2 separate regions of the Oryzias latipes genome follow, and region 1 is linked to region 2. The links are chromatin contacts, called in public Hi-C maps. All regions are on one chromosome and are shown on one strand. The core of a region is the stretch at or near the end of the contact, and the rest is flanking DNA. Distances in the headings are between cores, read along the strand shown.

Region 1 (2,915 bases), core at 171-2,670, 160 kb before region 2:
AGATTGGGGATGTGAGGGGCTGTAAGCTGGTGGGAGAGAGTGCAAACAGATGGGTGGCGGGAAATGTGGGCAGGCTTACTCCAACGGTCCCGCCCACAACTCGGGGGCAAATTTCTAATGAACTCCTGATGCTCTGCAGAAACTATGTCCTAGAAAATGACAGGTTTTTTGATTTGGCAAAAAAATAAAAAAGGCGTAATCCTAATTCAAATAACAACGGGAACACTTTTGGAATAGATCAAAAGATGATCAAAGTGAGTCTTTAAGTACTTTTATCCCACTTGCAGTTATACTAAAATATAAATGCAACAATAAAGCTGTTAATTAAACCAATAATGCCAATCTCAGTTTGCATTTATAAGGAATAATTGATGGTAAATAAAAAAAATAAGTGAGAAAAATAACAATATATAAATGTAACATTACAGAGTGAAAACTAAATTGACCAAAAATAAATAATATAAACCATGGCACACATGTTTTATTATTTATTTATGGAATAAAGCTATCAATGCTTTGGGGACATTTAACACAATCTAACTATAAAGAATGAAATCCACTTTTGCAGTTAATTAAACTTAAACGACTAATAGTGAATTTCAAACTGTAAAAGCTCATTGATATAATAAACCACTGATGATGTGCAGTTTGATACTCACTCAAAGATGCTTCAATATTGATGAATCATGAGTAGAGCTTTAAGATCGTCCAATTTTTCACTATTGAGACAAAAAAAAAAGTAAATTTAAAGGTCAGAACAGTTCAGCTGGTTGCAGGTTCAATGCAAGACATTTCTATGAGAGAGAGAAAAGACAAAGGCAATTCTATTAATCGACAACAATCAACGAGTTGTGTCGGTAAGTACGAACAGACAGCCCATTCTTATCCAGCACCGAGTCATATTCAAAGGTAATTTATTAAAAACACCAAAAAAATGTATCGTATTACTGACAGTCATAGGTTGTTTTTTTTAAGATGCAAAGAAGACAAACAAAAACTTGCTAGCAAAAATCACCAAATAAACCAAAGAAAAACCATAAGGCCTCGCAACGTATTTGCCGTTCTTTTATGGTAAACGATAATTGTGTGTACAAACAACAAAGTGAATACCAATAAAACTGAGCTATGAGGGCTAAGTGAAGTCCGCGAGCTCCAGTAAATAGACGGAGTTCATTTGACGGTGCTAGCTTCTTTTCTTAGCAGGAAAACAAAAACAGGAGAACTATGTTCTCTTGCGACACAGATCGAAACAACTACAAACTTACCGTACCTCTAAAAATGGCTTATCTTATGTCGTTTAATATTGTAAATCGTACCGTCGTAGAGATTTCCAATGCTAGTACATCGAATTCCAATGTTAACTGGCTTTGTTTTCTTCCGACAGAGGATCTGGGATAAACTGGGCGACGTAACTGTACGCGCTTACGTCAGTGGTACGTCAGTCGGTCCGTGCCTACGACCTTTTCTGTTTCGCGCATGCTCATCTCTTCCTGTTAGCTTGTGGCTAGAGGACGTTGGTGTCACAGAGGAAAGGGGCTCCCAAGTAACTTTTATTTCTCAACAAATTGCGTGAAGTGACAGAAGGAAGATGTTTTCCCGTGCCGTGAGACCAACCGTTAGCTTTGCGCGGTGCTTGTCCACCTCTTCACAGAACAACGCCAAAGTTGCGGTGCTCGGAGCTTCGGGCGGCATAGGCCAGCCTCTCTCCCTGCTGCTCAAGAATAGCCCCTTGGTGAGTCATCTCTCCCTGTATGATATTGCCCACACACCTGGGGTCGCCGCCGACCTTAGCCACATTGAGACAAGAGCCCAGGTGACCGGCTACATGGGGCCCGACCAGCTCGACGCGGCATTGCAGGGCTGCGAAGTCGTGGTGATTCCTGCCGGCGTGCCGAGGAAACCCGGCATGACCCGCGACGACCTGTTCAATACCAACGCAACCATTGTGGCCACCTTGGCTGACGCCTGCGCTCGCAACTGCCCAGAGGCTATGATCTGCATCATCGCAAACCCTGTGAACTCCACCATCCCCATTACATCAGAGGTCATGAAGAAGCATGGCGTGTACAACCCCAACAGAGTGTTTGGTGTCACAACCTTGGACATTGTCAGAGCCAACACCTTCGTGGCTGAGCTCAAAGGCTTGGATCCAGCTCGGGTCAATGTTCCAGTTATCGGTGGTCACGCAGGGAAGACCATCATCCCCCTTATTTCGCAGTGCACACCCAAAGTGGAGTTCCCTGCTGATCAGCTGTCTGCCTTGACCGGCAGAATCCAGGAAGCTGGTACAGAGGTGGTCAAGGCCAAGGCAGGAGCTGGCTCTGCTACCCTCTCCATGGCCTACGCCGGCGCCCGCTTCACCTTCTCCGTCCTGGATGCCATGAATGGAAAGGAAGGCGTGGTGGAGTGCGCATTTGTCAGGTCTGAGGAGACTGAGTGCAAGTACTTCTCCACACCTCTCCTCTTGGGGAAGAGCGGCATTGAGAAGAACCTGGGGCTGGGCAAGCTGTCTGCCTTTGAGGAGAAGCTGGTGGCTGATGCCATCGGCGAGCTGAAGGCCTCCATCAAGAAGGGCGAGGATTTTGCCGCTAATATGAAGTAAACCCTGGAGTCATTCAATATTTTCAAAACCCAGCCACAGTTTTGATGGATCATTTGTTCTGTCTTAAAATGCATCAGAGTAACTGAAGTTCTGTCAGTGTTTCCTCTTTATTAATTCTTGGCAGAGTTGTCATTTTAGTACATTTACCTTTTCCTTTCCAGACATGGCTTTTTCTTTGTGATTAGATTCTGAAATACTGTACTGTGAATGTTTAAAATGTTGTTTTGTTTTGTGAATGTCAGAAAAAAAAAAATCAAAAAATTAAATTTTTGTGTACCTGTTCCCTGCTGAATAATACAGGAGGAAATACTGT
Region 2 (2,700 bases), core at 47-2,546:
TTAATATTTTGTTGCACAACCTTTTGAGGCAAACACTGCAATTAAATAAAGTTGACTTGACATTTGCAAAAAAGCATGTTAAAAAGCCACAAAGCTTCTGGGAAGATGTCCTTTGGACAGATGAGACAAAACTGGAGCTTTTTGGTAAGGCACATCAGCTCTATGTTGGTAGACTCAAAAATGAAGTATACAACGAAAAGAACACTGTCCCTACTGTGAAACATGGAGGAGGCTCCGTTCTGTTTTGGGGCTGCTTTGCTGCATCTGCCACAGGGTGTCTTGAAGTTGTGCAAGGTCAAATGAAATCTCCACATTATCAAGGCATTCTGGGTAGAAATGTGCTGCCTAGTGTCAGAAAGCTTGGTCTCAGTCGCAGGTCATGGGTCTTCCAACAGGACAACGATCCAAAACACACAGCCAAAAATCCCAAGAATGGCTCAGAGAAAAGCGTTGGACTATTCTGAAGTTGCCTTCTATGAGCCCAGATCTGAATCCCATTGAACATCTGTGGAAGGAGCTGAAACATGCCATTTGGAGAAGACACCCGTCAAACCTGAGACAACTGGAGCAGTTTGCTCATGAGGAGTGGGCCAAAATACCTGTGGACAGGTGCAGAAGGTTCATTGACAAATACAGAAACTGTTTAATTGCAGTGATTGCCTCAAAGGTTGTGCAACAAAACATTAAGTTATGGGTACCATCATTTTTGTCCAGCCCTATTTAATTCGTTTTTTTTTTTTTTTAAATAATCCTGTTAATCAACAACTCAAAAGTAATGGCTGATTTCAATTATTTAATTTTCAATTTTAATTTGTTACTTTTGAGCATTACAGGTCATTTCAGTGAGCATTGTGGACTTTCTTTCTTTTCACTGAGGGATACCAACCAACAACTTTGTCCACCACTGTAGATTTGTTACCACAATAAAGTGGGAGAAGAATTCAGTAAGAAGGGGGCCAGAGATTTTCAACCTGAAAACTGTTTAAACTAGCAAATGCGTTCAATTTTAATCACTGTCAGCAGTTGTCACTTCATGATTGAGGCATAAAAATGGGCTGCATTTCTACTGTTTAACAAACAAGCTAAAGCTAACACTAGCACAGTAAAAAGAAAATGAAAGAGAATAGTAGGTGGTTTACGAAAGAATACCAAATTAAACATTTAAACTAACGGCTAAAGCAACACCGACAAGTAAAAAATAACAAATATTTACCGGTAACCTGAAATCCACATTATCGTGTGCAAGATGTATTAAATACCGGAGGCGTGAACTGCTACAGGGGGTAGCCATCTTTGTTGTACCTCATAACATATCCGGCTGGAAACTCGGTCCTGACGAAACGTACCGCTTAGACGAAAATTACATAGAACACATAAACATGTATAATTTCAAAAGTAAAAAAAAAAATAAGGTAAAATAAAACACTAAATAATCTTGACATCGTGGCTTTCTCAGTTTGTTAATCTGTGAAATTGTTATTTTTTTAATGTTTGCCCCATGGACCCCGCCCCCCATAGAATGAAAGCAACTGCTCCAATTTCTTGAGCATGTTAGTTTATTGTCTTACTTTGCGTGGAATAAATGTGAAGAGTATATGCTGACATTAATCTGCTTTGCTTCAGTGACACCTACTCAAGCTCCTCCTTCTAGACAGTGATTGGCTCGCTATTCAAACACTTCCACGCTATTGGTCGATAAACATGCCAATCAGCGTGACTTAGCTTGGCGCTTCATAAGCATTCTGCACTCCTGCCATTGTCAGCAAAGCTGCTGGCTCCATTAAACGCGCTGAGTTGTAACAGTGTAATCAGAAATTGCTGCATTTTGGCTGCAAAATGACGAGTCACTTTTGGTGAAGGAAAGTGAACAAATGAGTCAGCTACATGTAAGTTTAGTTTTTTTTTCTTTACTTTAAATGTGGCAATTAACAGAATGCGTTTGTTTTAGTCCCAATCAATGATCACTTAGATTTAGACCTAAGAAAGAGGGGAAAAAACATTTAGTTGCATTTAGAATGATAATAAAAATGCTCTTGTACACAGAAATGACTGGACTCATGGGAGGGGACCACCATGGAGCCTGAGGGGGACCTTTGTGCTCCTGCTCAGTCCAGTGATTCTGCTGCAGAGCACAGTGTTTCTGTCAAAGGCCTCAAAGAGAACTGGCAGAGGTGGTCCAGTGAGCGGCAGGACTACCAGAAGCACAATCCCTTCAGCCATCACACCACACCCGACGGGACAGTTCATCAGAGGGGACAGGAGGATTATGGGAGACCCCTGCAGGGATCCCTGACGGAGCAGCGTGGCAGGGATGCTCAAACGCTCATCAGCAGAGAGGTCCAGGAGCTCTGCCAGGTGATTCGGAGCATCGGAGAGCTGAAGGAAAGAGACGGAACTGGGACGGTCATTACAGTGGAATTTGGGAAGCTGTTTGAGCATTATGTGACTATCTCTAATAAACTGGTGGGAATTCTTTTACGCGCCAGGAAGCAAAGACTGGTACACTTTGAGGGAGAGATGCTTTGGCAGGGGAAGGACGATCATGTAGTTATCACTCTGGAACAATGACCTAGAAAACTCCAATAGGAGAGGATGCCTTTGTTTACATTATAATATCATTTCTATTAACAGATAGCTCAGGAAAACAAACTAAAATCTAGCTGCTATTTAAAATATAAACTAATCTTCACTAGTGAAGTA

What was found. Hi-C and Micro-C count contacts between places; a contact is called where the count stands out from the background.
Region 1: a contact with region 2 is called in a Hi-C map of fibroblasts, with 2.9 times the contacts expected there. The contact joins the promoter of LOC101165757 here to the promoter of trmt11 in region 2. A contact is called at or near these places in 2 of 5 Hi-C or Micro-C datasets (embryo and fibroblasts).

What each region holds. Positions count from the first base shown.
Region 1 is chr16:14,047,554-14,050,468 of ASM223467v1, forward strand. It overlaps LOC101165757 (E3 ubiquitin-protein ligase rnf146-like), which reads right to left and starts at 1,421. Exons shown (of 3, transcript XM_011485061.2): 1 at 1,317-1,421; 2 at 660-719. mdh2 (malate dehydrogenase, mitochondrial) reads left to right here and starts at 1,446. Exons shown (of 1, transcript XM_004077775.4): 1 at 1,446-2,915. The coding sequence starts at 1,589. The coding sequence ends at 2,602.
Region 2 is chr16:14,206,963-14,209,662 of ASM223467v1, forward strand. trmt11 (tRNA (guanine(10)-N2)-methyltransferase homolog) reads right to left here and starts at 1,297. Exons shown (of 13, transcript XM_004077776.3): 1 at 1,214-1,297. The coding sequence starts at 1,291.